Linked DNA regions of Sus scrofa: all the other regions are linked to region 3. Evidence: chromatin contacts called from public Hi-C data. All regions are on one chromosome and are shown on one strand. Each heading gives the region's core, a stretch centred on a gene start, on an enhancer-like site or on the middle of the called end of the contact. The rest is flanking DNA. Distances are from core to core; before and after follow the strand shown.

Evidence for each region. Hi-C and Micro-C count contacts between places; a contact is called where the count stands out from the background.
Region 1: a contact with region 3 is called in a Hi-C map of retroperitoneal adipose tissue, with 1.5 times the contacts expected there. The contact joins the enhancer-like site here to the promoter of MYO1E in region 3. A contact is called at or near these places in 10 of 47 Hi-C or Micro-C datasets (brain, embryonic fibroblasts, fetal heart ventricle and 6 more) and 2 of 2 datasets of contacts at active chromatin or transcription factors (alveolar macrophages and skeletal muscle).
Region 2: a contact with region 3 is called in a Hi-C map of skeletal muscle, with 2.4 times the contacts expected there. The contact joins the enhancer-like site here to the promoter of MYO1E in region 3. A contact is called at or near these places in 6 of 47 Hi-C or Micro-C datasets (embryonic fibroblasts, heart right ventricle and skeletal muscle) and 2 of 2 datasets of contacts at active chromatin or transcription factors (alveolar macrophages and skeletal muscle).

The regions. Positions count from the first base shown.
Region 1 is chr1:112,809,165-112,813,119 of Sscrofa11.1, forward strand. It overlaps MYO1E (unconventional myosin-Ie), which reads left to right. Exons shown (of 28, transcript XM_003353343.5): 7 at 2,976-3,107. Among named protein-coding and RNA genes, the nearest start is that of CCNB2, 130 kb to the right of the region's middle. Within about 2 kb of position 2,232, at least 1 of the 83 cell types and tissues checked has an H3K27ac peak or open chromatin away from gene starts, as enhancers often do. A contact at or near this core is called in retroperitoneal adipose tissue, where this site is marked.
Region 2 is chr1:112,884,516-112,888,614 of Sscrofa11.1, forward strand. MYO1E (unconventional myosin-Ie) reads left to right here. Exons shown (of 28, transcript XM_003353343.5): 26 at 342-543. Among named protein-coding and RNA genes, the nearest start is that of CCNB2, 56 kb to the right of the region's middle. Within about 2 kb of position 2,231, at least 3 of the 83 cell types and tissues checked have an H3K27ac peak or open chromatin away from gene starts, as enhancers often do. A contact at or near this core is called in skeletal muscle, where this site is marked.
Region 3 is chr1:112,675,121-112,679,419 of Sscrofa11.1, forward strand. It overlaps MYO1E (unconventional myosin-Ie), which reads left to right and starts at 2,425. Exons shown (of 28, transcript XM_003353343.5): 1 at 2,425-3,069. The coding sequence starts at 3,067. It overlaps FAM81A (protein FAM81A), which reads right to left and starts at 2,555. Exons shown (of 9, transcript XM_005659549.3): 1 at 2,450-2,555.

The sequences.
Region 1 (3,955 bases), core at 982-3,481, 130 kb after region 3:
TCGACCGGGCTAGGGGTCGAGTCAGAGCTGCATCTGCAACCTAACCCCAGATCCTTAACCCACTGAGCAAGGCCAGGGATCGAACCTACATCCTCATGGATAGTAGTAGGGTTCCTAACCTCCTGCGCCACAACTGGAACTCCCAGTTCGGCAGTTCTGATAAAAAATTTTAAATGTTGGTTGTCTTTGACCCAACAATACTGTTAGGGTATAATATCCAAGTTTTCTGTTAATAATGTTTTACTTAAAATGATATCTGTTGTGGAGTTCCTGCTGTGGCAGAGCAGGTTAATGATCCAACTTGTCTTTGTGGAGGTGCTGGTCTGATCCTTGCCCTAGCACAGTGTGTTAAGGATCTGGCAGAGTTGCCACAACTGTGGATTAGGTTGCAGCCATAGTGTAGTTTGCAGCTCTGGCTCAGATTTGATCCTTGGCCTGGGAACTTCCCTGTGCCACATGTGCAGCCAAAAAAGAAAAAATAAAATACATAAAAATAAAAAAGATATCCATTATGTGTTGTCAAATTAAAAAAAAAAAAAGGTTCCAAAAATATGTCTATGATATGGTCCCATTTTTATTTTAAAATGCGCATTATATAAAGCATAATGTGTCTAAATCAAAGTCTGAATATACTTTTACAGTGATTGGTAGAAGGAGGTAGAAGCGGCATTAGGGTGGGATTATGGGTAGTTTCTCCTAAAAATTGGTATGTAGGTAATTCCTATCATGGCTCAGTGGTAACAAACCCAACTAATATCTGAGGAAGCGCATTCAATCCCTGGCCTCACTCAGTGGGTTAAGGATCCGGCGTTGCTATGAGCTATGGGTAGGTCACAAATGTGGCTCGGGTCCCATGTTGCTGTGGCTGCAGTGTAGTCTGGCAGCTTTAGCTCCGATTCGACCCCTATGCTGGGAACTTACATATGCTGCAGGCGTGGCTCTAAAAAAAAGGGGGGGGGCAAAAAATGTATATGTAGTATGAATCATAAAACTTCGTGTATTTTCACTTATAAATCTTTCAAGTTTTAAGAAATATATTATGGAATATTTCAAACACTACTTTAAAATATAATACAGTAAACTTTGGTGTACCCAGTACATAGCTTAAAAAAGAAAACATTACCAAGAGTCAAAGTTTATTTTTATTTACTATTGAAAACGCAGTATCCTCTCTTTACACAATTTTCTCTTCCTTTCAGGCAGCTTTACAATAAAACTTATTTTTTTGATCTCTTATTAGGTGTTGGACTTTTATATTACAATTTTGAGTTATGTATAATCATGTCTGTTACATTAGAGCAGTGGTTCTCAAACTTGGCCTCATACAAACATCACTCTGGGAGTTTCCCTGGTGGCTCAGCAGGTGAAGGATCCAGCATTGTCACTGCTATGGCTTGGGTCACTGCTGTGACATGGGCTTGATCCCTGGCCTGGGGACTTCCACACAGCCAAAAAGAAGAAGGGGAAAAAAAAAAACAACAGCAAAAACAGAACACACCCAAAGGGAAAGATGGTGAAGGATGACCACAATAAGAAGTACAAGGATCTTATTCAGCGAACTTTTCTCATGAACCACTGTAATTCGGGATAGCCGTGGTTTGCGGTCCTTCTTAGTCTGGTACTAACGGATATTTGTGTGGGGGTTTATTTTTGAGAGAAGGAGAAGGCAACAGATTAAGACAAATAGACAGTTTGAAGGTGGCCTCTTTCGTAGCCTTTTTGATTCCTGGGGTTGGTAAGCAACTTCACAGGAGCACAGCAGAAGCTGGGTGCTTTAGAGAGCAGGAAGAACACGCAGCGTGCCTTCCTTCTCTTTAGTGAGTTTACGGTTCTAGTTGGAAACTTGCAGCTTGGCAGGCTTCAGCTTTGAGATGTGTGGATTTCATCAGCACACATGTTTTAAAAATATTAAGTGTGGAGTTCACATTGTGGCTCAGTGGTAATGAACACAAATAGTATCCATGGGGATGCAGGTTCAATCCCTGGCCTTGCTCAATGGATTAAGGATCTGGTGTTGCCGTGAGCTATGGTGTAGGTCACAGATGCGGCTTGGATCCCCCATTGCTGTGGCTGTGGTATAGGCTAGCAGCTGCAGCTCTGATTCAACCCCTAGCATGGGAAGTTCCTTATGCTATAGGTGCAGCCCTAAAAAGACAGTAATAATAATAATAAACTGTGAATGCCTTTAGGCTAGGTCTGCTGTCCAATTTGACCCCAGGCCACACCATTCCCTACAACTGACATTCTCATCTTTTTCTTCACCTAAATCTACCCTCCTAAACCTTTCTGAGGACTGGAGAGAAACTAGATGGTAGCAGGGGAAAAAACCAACCAAACGAATTGTCATTTACTTAACAATCTGGGCACTTTTTCAGCCACACTCCAGGATTTTATTGTTGCCTGTTGGCAGTAATTTAAAAGGAAATATTAACGACAACAACAGTAAGCAAAATCCCCACACCCAAAACTAGCTGGGGGTAAAAAAAACTTTATTTATAACCAAATGTTTTTATGTAAGCATTATCACTGCTCCAGAGGTCAAAAGGGATTGCTTTTGCTGAAAGCCATTAGAATACATCTACCAGAAGGAAAATTTGCTTCCTTGGGAAGAGGCTGATAGAGCTCACTCTTGTTGGATCAAGGGGACCATGTGATTTTCTGTCCTATTCTTTACAGCTTCCGGTGTAGCAGGCAAGAGCACCTACTGCAGGAAAATGGGAAGGAATGTAGCATAGCCTTATTTAGTCGGGCCAGAAGGATAGATTCTCTCTCAGTACAGAATTGTGTGATTGGACAAAGGCGCGGGTTATTGTCTGATAGGAAACAGTGAGGAAGTCTAGACCAGAAGTGGGAAGAATTCAGAACATATCTTTCGTTAATGAATTTCCTAGAATTATATGCCATATCCAACGCCTTTTTGGAACATCATGTTTGTGTTGACCAACCATTAAAGGAAATCCCTAATTTTCTTGCAGGGAAAATACTTTGAAATCCAGTTCAGTCCAGGTGGGGAACCAGATGGTGGAAAGATCTCCAACTTCCTTCTGGAAAAATCTAGGGTGGTGATGAGGAACCCCGGAGAGCGGAATTTTCACATATTTTACCAGGTTTTCCTTTATGTTATTTTTTTCCTACTTCCTGATTCCTTCTCCACATTTAAAATTTTCTTCTCCTGGTCCTTAGGTTTAGACAGGCTAGCCTGGCAAGCCCAGGAGTCCTTATTACTGTAGGATGTGTAAGTCAGTGTGCAGAGGAATCGCAAGAATGCCCTTACCTGCAAGGAGAGTGAGTTCCAGTTGCGGTGAGAAGGCAAAAATTTCTCTGAAGTGAAATAATCAAGGACGTGTTGACACACTTTAGAACAAAAGTTGGGATGTTTGATGCTTTGCCAAATAGGAGTCCTTGCAGGGAGACTTTGCGGGTGGTGAGAGAGATTACGGAGACACGGGATAGCATGGTGGGAAGGTGGGCTCTGGCAAGTCAGGTGGCCTGAACCAAGCAGGGATAGCAGGGCAGGGAGGGGGCAGGCTAATCTGTGAGCTAGGCCCCAGCAGGTGTGCAAGGGCAGAGGTCTCAAAAAGGACAAAAAGACTTGAAATAGACTTGGAATCTTTAATACCAGGTCAAGAAGTTTCTGCTTATACTCTCAGAAGCCATGGAGAGTTTGGGGCTGAAGCACTGTGTAGAATGCTTTTAAATTATAGTTGGTCCACGCTGCTTCAGCAGTCATCTGATTTGACCTTTTTTTTTTTTTTTTTTTTTTAATGTCTTAAACTAGTTTTACTGATAAAAACAAGTTTTTTGGTTTTTTGTTTGTTTGTTTGTTTTTTGTCTTTTTGTCTTTTTAGGGCCATACCTGCAGCATATGGAGGTTCCCAGGCTAGGGGTCGAATTGCAGCTGTAGCTGCCAGCCTACACCACAGTCGCAGCAACGTGGGATCCGAGCCACGTCTGT
Region 2 (4,099 bases), core at 981-3,480, 210 kb after region 3:
TTCCTAGACCCACAAATGTGCCTGCCAACTTGTTGCAGGCTTACCTTTCCTTGACTGTGAGCTTTGAAACCCTGCATATCTGATGGTTCTCATGTTAAGGTCAACAAGGGTGTGAGAGTGTCTGCTGTGCTCCAGGCACATAGTGGGCAGTTTACACTGTCTTGGCTCTTTTCCTCGCTCTGTACTAGCAGTTATGCCCACCAGTTTTTCAGATGGGGAAACCGAGACCTGGTGAAGCCAAGTAAGTTGCTCTTGGCTAATAGATGGGAAAAAATTGCAGAGCCTTTTAGCAAAGGGTCAGGAAATTTCACCTTTGTTTTCTCCTCTTTTCGTCTTTCTAGGGTACCATCAGAATGGAGTCCTCAAAAACCAGTTTGTGCCACATCCCCACACTCCTGGAAACCATAGGTCAAATCAGAAGAGCCTGTACACTTCCATGGCCCGTCCACCCTTGCCACGACAGCAGTCCACTGGCTCAGACCGAGTGACACAGACGCCGGAGAGCTTGGATTTCCTCAAGGTCCCTGACCAGGGCGCCGCAGGGTAAGAGTCCCACATTCTGTAGGTGATCTCTGTCTGCATCAGTCACACCAAGGAGCAAGGATTTGGGGGCAGTCAGCATGATTCTCAAGTTCAGTTTCCCACCCACACATGTTGTAATCCAGCCCCAAGGCTGTGAGGCCCACAGTTGGCATTTCTCAAAGTACAGCCAAGTTGATCCCACACAGTTCATTCTCCAGAGAGGCCTTATCATGGAAACATGAGACGAGGGGTCCCCTTCAGCCCTGAGGTTTGATTACTCTGTGACCTTTTTTTGCTCTCTGGATGGTTGAGGGATAATGGGGTTTTTGATTTATGTCTGTGCCTGAAGCTGCATAAACACGGCAGCTCAAAGAGTCATTAGAAATGTAAAGGATGCCATCTCAGCATGCTATGAGATGTAGGTATTTATTTATGAACACAAATCTTCAGGGCTTTAAAATGAGAGCCTCTCTCTCTTTCCATAATAGAAAATGAAGAGTGCAGAGTTCCTGCTGTGGCACAGTGGATTAAGGATCTGGCAGTGCTGCAGCTGTGGCTCAGATTCAATCCCTGGCTCAGGAACTTCCATATGCCACCAAAGGGGAAAAAAAAAAAAAAAAAAAAAAAAGGAGTGGTAAAAAGAAACCAAAGCTTTTCAGTTGGAGGAAGTAAAGATTCTTGGACCTCTTTGTAGATATTCAGAGTTATCAGTGTGGAAAGGGGGTCTCATGTGGCCTGTGGAGTCACCAGGCATCTGACAAGGGACAACTTCAAGACAAGTGAGTGAATCCTGCCAGGTGGTGTAGGTTTTGGCAACAGTAAGCCAAAGAAAATTCCAGTTACACAAAGATGAACCTCCCTGGGATGTCAGGAGCACCTGATCTTGGAAGTATTCAGGCTCAGGGTGGATTGAAGTTACCAGGTCTGATGTCAGATACAAAGATGAGAATCCTGTTTTAGCCCCCTTACCTGTCTAATATTGAGCCTGCTACTCCTCCTTATCCTCTGTGAGCTTCATTTTCCTTATCGGTACACTGATGCAATACCACCAAGCTTGAGGGGTTGTGAGGGGACCCAGAAATAAGATCCATCAACTACCACCATGGTACAGGGCATGGAGGAGGCCACTTGGTCAACTGTGGCTCGATGACCGTGCTGGTGATAGTGGCTGAACTAGTGACTTTTCACGACTCTTGCAACTCTGTGGGATTCTCAGTGATAGAATAGTTCTCTCTGCTGAACCCAGTTAATGGGGCTGCTGCAGCCCCTCTACCCCTGCCCACCTCTCCTTATCTCTAGAATAATAACAGTTTCAGATGTGATCAGAAGACTTGTGTACGAAATGGAGCAGTGCTGGGAGTTCCCTTTGTGGCTCAGTAGGTTAAGAATCTGACTAGTATCCATGAGGATGGAGGTTCATTCCCTGGCCTCTCTCAGTGGGTTAAAGATCCAGTGTTGCTGTGACCTGTGGTGTAGGCTGCCGATGCGGCTCAGATCAAGTGTCGCTGTGGCTGGGCCTAGTCTGATTACCCAAAGTAGGCAAGGGATTAAAACCAGTCAGCAAAATGCACCAAATCTCTTAGCTCTGTCTGCTAGCTTCCTACTTGCTTTGGTTTTGGCAAGCAAAACCATCTTTCCAGCCTGCTCTGCAAGTTACAGTCTTGCACACCAGCCAGCTGGGAGCATCTGTCAGCCAAAAAGCAGGCAATTTAGGAACATTGTGTCTTAACCGAGGCTGCTCCCTTCCAGCCCTCAGCTCCACCGTTCCCTATTAAGTCTCATCGTACCCTCTGCCACCCTCAGGCCTAAAGTTCAGACACACATGATGCTATTTTGGTAATGGCTCTGAGACTGGAAGGAGGCACAGGCATCTGTTAGGCAGTAAGACTTTCCTGACTGTATGTAAAACCAGTGTATAAATGCTTACTAGGCACACCAAGTCCCATAGTCACAAGAATCCCAGCCAGTCTCCTCTTTGTACACTTATATCTGCTATGATGCAAATATTCCTTAAGAAATCATACTCCGGAGTTCTCATTGTGGCTCAGCAGTAATGAACCTGACTAGTATCCATGAGGAGGCAGGTTCTATCCCTGACCTTGGTCAGTAGGTTAAGGATCCAGCATTGCCATGTGATGTGGTGTAGGTCGCAGATGTGGCTGAGATCTGGTGTTGCTGTGGCTGTGCTTTAGGCCAGCAGCTGCCACTCCACTTCGATCTCTAGCCTGGGAACTTCCATATGCTTTGGGTACAGCCCTAAAAAGACGAAGGAAGGGAGAAAGGAATCATCCTCTGATCAAAGGACTAAGCTTTTTCTTTTTTTTTTTTTTTTTGTCTTTTGTCTTTTTGTTGTTGTTGTTGTTGTTGTTGTTGTTATTGTTGCTATTTCTTGGGCCGCTCCCGCGGCATATGGAGGTTCCCAGGCTAGGGGTCCAATCGGAGCTGTAGCCACCGGCCTACGCCAGAGCCACAGCAAGGCGGGATCCGAGCCGTGTCTGCAACCTACACCACAGCTCACGGCAACGCCGGATCGTTAACCCACTGAGCAAGGGCAGGGATCGAACCCGCAACCTCATGGTTCCTAGTCGGATTCGTTAACCACTGCGCCACGACGGGAACTCCAAGCTTTTTCTTAGTATTTATTTTCTGGGGAGTTCCCGTGTCGTGGCTCAGTGGTTAATGAAATCTGACTAGCATCCATGAGGACGCAGGTTTGATCCCTGGCCTTGCTCAATGGGTTAAGGATCCAGCATTGCCATGAGCTGTGGTATAGGTCGCAGACTCTGCTTGGATCCTGGATTGCTAGAAACACTTAAAAGTTAAATAATTTCTAATTCTGCCAGAGACTTAATCGTGCATTTCAGGGGCCCTGTGGTTACCTTCATTTAAAAACTCCTCTTTGCCAAGAAAACATGAATTCCGCTGATTTCATAGGTGGTTGTTGGAGCAAAACAGGGAATTTTGGGGGTCCCCTATGAATTCTGTTGAATTCATAGGTGGTTGTTGGAGCAAAACAGGGAATTTTGGGGGTCCCCCAGCTTGTACATTTCCATGAAGACAAAAATTTCTGTTTACATCACAGTTCCAAACAGGCCCATGAATTTACCAACCTATAAAAGGGAAATTACCACCAAATCTCCTCAGACTTTCAACTCTTGTGTTCTTTCCTTTCCCTCTCCCATCCCCTGTGCGCTTTTCTTTATAGACATATTTTGCACAAGCAATTATTTCTTTTGGATTGTGTAATGTGGATAAAATCAAATTGTGTCATTAGCACCTCAAGTTAATTCAGGAAAGTCTCTGTCAGTTTATTTTGGGTTCAGTCAGTTTTGGCAAGGGGGTTATTTGGGTTTTTCAGAGGAAAGGGAGGAGAGCATGAAGCATTCATTAGATTAATTACCACTCCAATGGACTCTTTACTCCTGCCAGGCCACGTTTGTGATGTGGTAGCTGTGCTTGTTGCCATCGTCACTATTATCGTCCAAGAAAAGTAAGAGTAGAGGGAATGATGATCTTGCAGCCCCTTAGCATGCCTTTTGAAGAGTCTGAGTCAGGTTCAAGACCTTTCCTGATTTTC
Region 3 (4,299 bases), core at 1,175-3,674:
ACCCCTAGCCTGGGAACTTCCATATGCCATGGGTGAGGCCCTAAAAAAACAAAGTCAAAAACAAACAAAAAACCTTAAAGTGGGAGTTCCCATTATGGCTCAGTGGGTTAAGATCCCAACTAGTATCTGTGAGGATGCAGGTTCTTCAATCCCTGGCCTCACTTAGTGAGTTAAGAATCCAGGGTTGCCGCATGTTGTGGCTTGGATCCCACATTGCTGTGGCTGCTGTGGCTGTGACAGAGGCCAGCTGCTGTGGCTGTGACAGAGGCCAGCAGCTGCAGCTCTGATCTGACCACTAGCCTGGGAACTTCCATATGCTGTAGCTGTCGCCTAAAAACAAACAAACAAACAAACAAACAAAAAAACCTCAAACACTATTACAATCAACAAGCAGTATTAAAGAAGTAGGTAAATCCAAGACTGACAGGTTGCTAATAGATTATTAAGAGATTTTCAGTGCCTTGTATCCCTAAGTTAATCTTGGAGAAAGCAATTACATCCTTGCCTCTGTCCCTCCAAGCCCATCTCAGTATGACTACTAATCAGGGTTGACCATGGATGGGATGGTGGCTGAGGCAGTATGTCATTTTCCAACCTAAATACTGTTATTTTTTTAAATTAAAAAAAATTTTTATGGCCACACCCGTGGCATATGGAAGCTCCCAGGCCAGAGATTGAATCTGAGCTATAGCTCTGGCAACACCAGATCCTTTAACGCACTGTACCCACCTGGGGATTGAATTCACACCTCTGCAGTGACCTGAGCTGCTATGGTTGGATTCTTAACCCGCTGTGCCCCAAATAAATAGTGTTTCTTTTGTTACCTATAAGCTCAAATTTCCCTTTGGTAACCGCTGTACATTAGTTCTTAAAATATCTGCTTGAATTTTGAAGCTGACATACCCCTGAGGCATGGAATCACGTTTATGTGAGAATGATGAATCATGACTCTATGTACCTAGCCAATGATCACACCTGTATGGACCTAGTACATAATGAGTACTCAACAGATACCTCCCGGTTTTCTGTCCAGTCTGTGCTACAGAATGCTACCAGATGAATTTCCTACACCTCCAAATGTGGCAGTTCCTTGCACAAAACTACTGCTACTTCTTTTTTTTTTTTTTTTTAATTTAGGGCTGCTCCAGAGGCATATAGAGGCTCCCAGGCTAGGGTGCAAATCAGAGTTTCAGCTGTCCACGACAGCAACATGGGATTCAAGCCACGTCTGCAACCTACACCACAGCTCACAGCAATGCCAGATCTCTGACCCACTGAGCAAGGCCAAGGATCAAACTCTCATCCTTGTGGATATTAGGTGGATTTGTTTCTGCTGCACCACAACAGGAACTCCAAAATTCACCCTTTAAAAATGTACAATTCAGTGGTTTTTAGTATATCCACAAAGTTGTACATGAATCACCACTAATTCCTGAATAGTTTCATCGGTAAAAAAACACATACTCATTAGTAATTACTTTCATCCTCCCCTTCCCCAGGTGCTGGCAATCAATAATTTAGCAATTTCTGTTTCTATGGATTTCCCCATTCTCTACTTTCATATAAAAGGAATCATATAATAGGGGGTCTTTTTTCCTGGCTTCCTTCACTTAATGTTTTCAAGGTTCATGTCAGAACATGCATCAGTACTTTCTTCCTTTTTAATGGCTGAATAATATTTCATTCCATGACTACACACATTTTGTTTACCATTCTAAATGAGGATTTTTTTTTTAATTGAAGTGTGGTTAATTTACAATGCTGTGTTACTTTCTGTGGTATAGACAAGAGGATTTTTAACACCCATTTCAACTCCAGGATCCTCTATTCAGGAGACGGGCAACCAACCAAGTTCATAGAGTATACTACAGTAAATCATTATGCTTCACAGTTTTTCTGAGCCCTGAAGTTTCACAGATCTAGGGAGGACCATCCTCTTATGACCCACCTAGTTTACTTCCTGAACCCTGAAAACAATATCGGACTCTCTACCTTTATTTCAGGATTCTGCTTTTCCCCACCCTAATCTTCTCCTAATTGCCCACCTGATTTCTTGATTGCACTACTAATTGTTCTCAACAGATAAATGTTGACTGAGATTGGATGGCACTTTCTTTCCAGGTCTCTCTCCCCTGGCCCTGGCTCACTGCACGTGCAACTTCTCCATCAAAACTCCCCCTCCTCTCCTCCCCCTCCACAAGCCTTCTTTTGTTTTCCAAGGAAATTCAGGTAAAAAAAAGGGTGGGGGAAACGATATTTTTGACTTTCCTCCCAATCCAGACGTTGGAAAGAAAAAGGATTTCCTTTGGGCTGCTGCCACGGCTCTGATCCTTCTGCTGATAAAATATTTCCTTCTTCAAAAAAAAAAAAAAAAGTACAGGAAAATTATACCACTTCGGCCACACCTACTCCAACTTTCGCGTTTAAAGGAAAAAAATTAGAAGTTTACCTCTCTTTCACAGAGTGGTTTTCTTCCTACCAGTTCAGGTCTGGCAGCCGGGAACGAGCTGGGTCAGCAGCGCTCTTTGGAGGCGGGCTTGGAGGAGGACTACAGGATCCAGAGGGCTTTGGAAACTCCGGCAGCTCCAAGCGTGTTGGCTACTACGGTTTCCCTGAGGAGTGACGATGTGAAAACAAACCCTGATTGGTCAGGCCTGAGCTGAATTCTCCATTTATGGACAGATTGCCCAGCCCGAGCCGAGGCTCAGCCAGAAGAGTACGGAGTAAGTGGCTGAAGAAAGAGCGAGGCAAGGCAGCGAGTCGGAGGCGCGCGGAGCATTGCACTCACCTAGGCGGGCGGCGAGCGCCCAGTCTGAGTGGACCCCGGCCCTGGGCAGCATGCGCCCCTCCTGCTAAGTCGCCTCCTTGTCGCCCTCACCTAGCGCCGCCGATCCTGCCTGGATGGAGTCCCCCAAGGGTTCCCATTGGTTCCTGTGAGTGCTTGGGTGTCGAGAGCCTGTTTTTGGCGTAGGGAACCAACTTTTGAAGTTCGCCCAGGAGACTGCATTCCAGCTCCAGCTCCCCGGCAGCCGGACCGGCAGAAGCGCGACTGCGGCGCGAGTCACCATGGTGAGTTGGCCGCGCGGCGTCCCGGGATGCCTGACCCGGGGATGGGGCAGTTAGCCCTGGCGCAGGGCACCCACCTTGGGCAAGCTGCCGAGCCCATGGTTGAAGAAGGTGGACGCTGGAGTCGGCACGTCCCGAGCCCATATTTCCTGCCGCTTTCCTTTAACCGGGCTGAGGGAGAGGGAGTGGGGGCCAAGGAAAACTTTCTTTCAAGTCGTTTTCGGCGTCGCCAAACTTTTCGTGGCCGGGTGGCTATGGCTGCCAGCTGTCGGAAGCCAGAGTATGGTGAGATCTGCTTTCAGGGGCACCGCCCGCGAAGGGGGTCGCTTTTTTCCTGCTGGGAAGGTGGGGGTGGCCGCCCGCGCCCCTCCGCGCGCGCACGCGCGCTCCTCGCTTGCGGCACCAGCGCCGCCGACCCCCGTTCCTCCCCCGGCTGCCGGCAGCGCCGCAGCTGTCCCGCTAGCATCCGCACGCCCGCGGGGGCGGCGCGGCCGCACAAAGGCAGCGGGGCGCCAGGTAGAGCGAGCACCTGGCGGTGGGCTGGCGGCTGCGGGCGAGATTGCCGATGGGCTGTCCGGAGCCACGCTGGCCTGCGCTTCTCCCGGCGCCCGCCGGGATGGTCTTTGCATCAAAAAGGCCAAGTAAACAGCCCCCTCCCTTCCCCAAGTGTGAGGTGGCTGGCACTTTTCGGGTGTACAGCAAACGTTTCGCACGGAAGGAAGTCGAGTTTTGTGTTCTTTTCCTTTGGCACTTTGGGATCCGATGGAAGTGGCTGGCTCCTTCTCTGTGGTTTCTGACTTTTCCTCTACCCCTGCCTCCCCGCCCCGGCTACCCCGCCCCCAGTACTCTTAGCCGCATCCCTTGGGTTTTGGGCTGGTGTACTTTTCTTTCCGAAACACAAAAGCAAGGACTATTTTGAGAAGATTGGCAGGCCATGGGGTGGGGGGGAGTTCTATTACAAGGCTTCATAGTTTCCACACTTGGTTCTTTTCAAGTAATCCGGTTTAGGTCGATGAACTCGTCCTCTTGGTTTGTTCTGTTGTTTTTTTAGTGACTGTGAAGGTGGTGGTAAGTCAAAATGATAACCAGTACAGCACTAATTTAAAAAATCTATTTGCAGGATCACCCTGAGAGAAATGTAGCAAAGGCCATTGGAACTTAAATACAAAACTGTAATGTAGCCCTTGACCCAGTGCTGTGTTTATTCAAAAGAATGATTAAAAACAAACACAA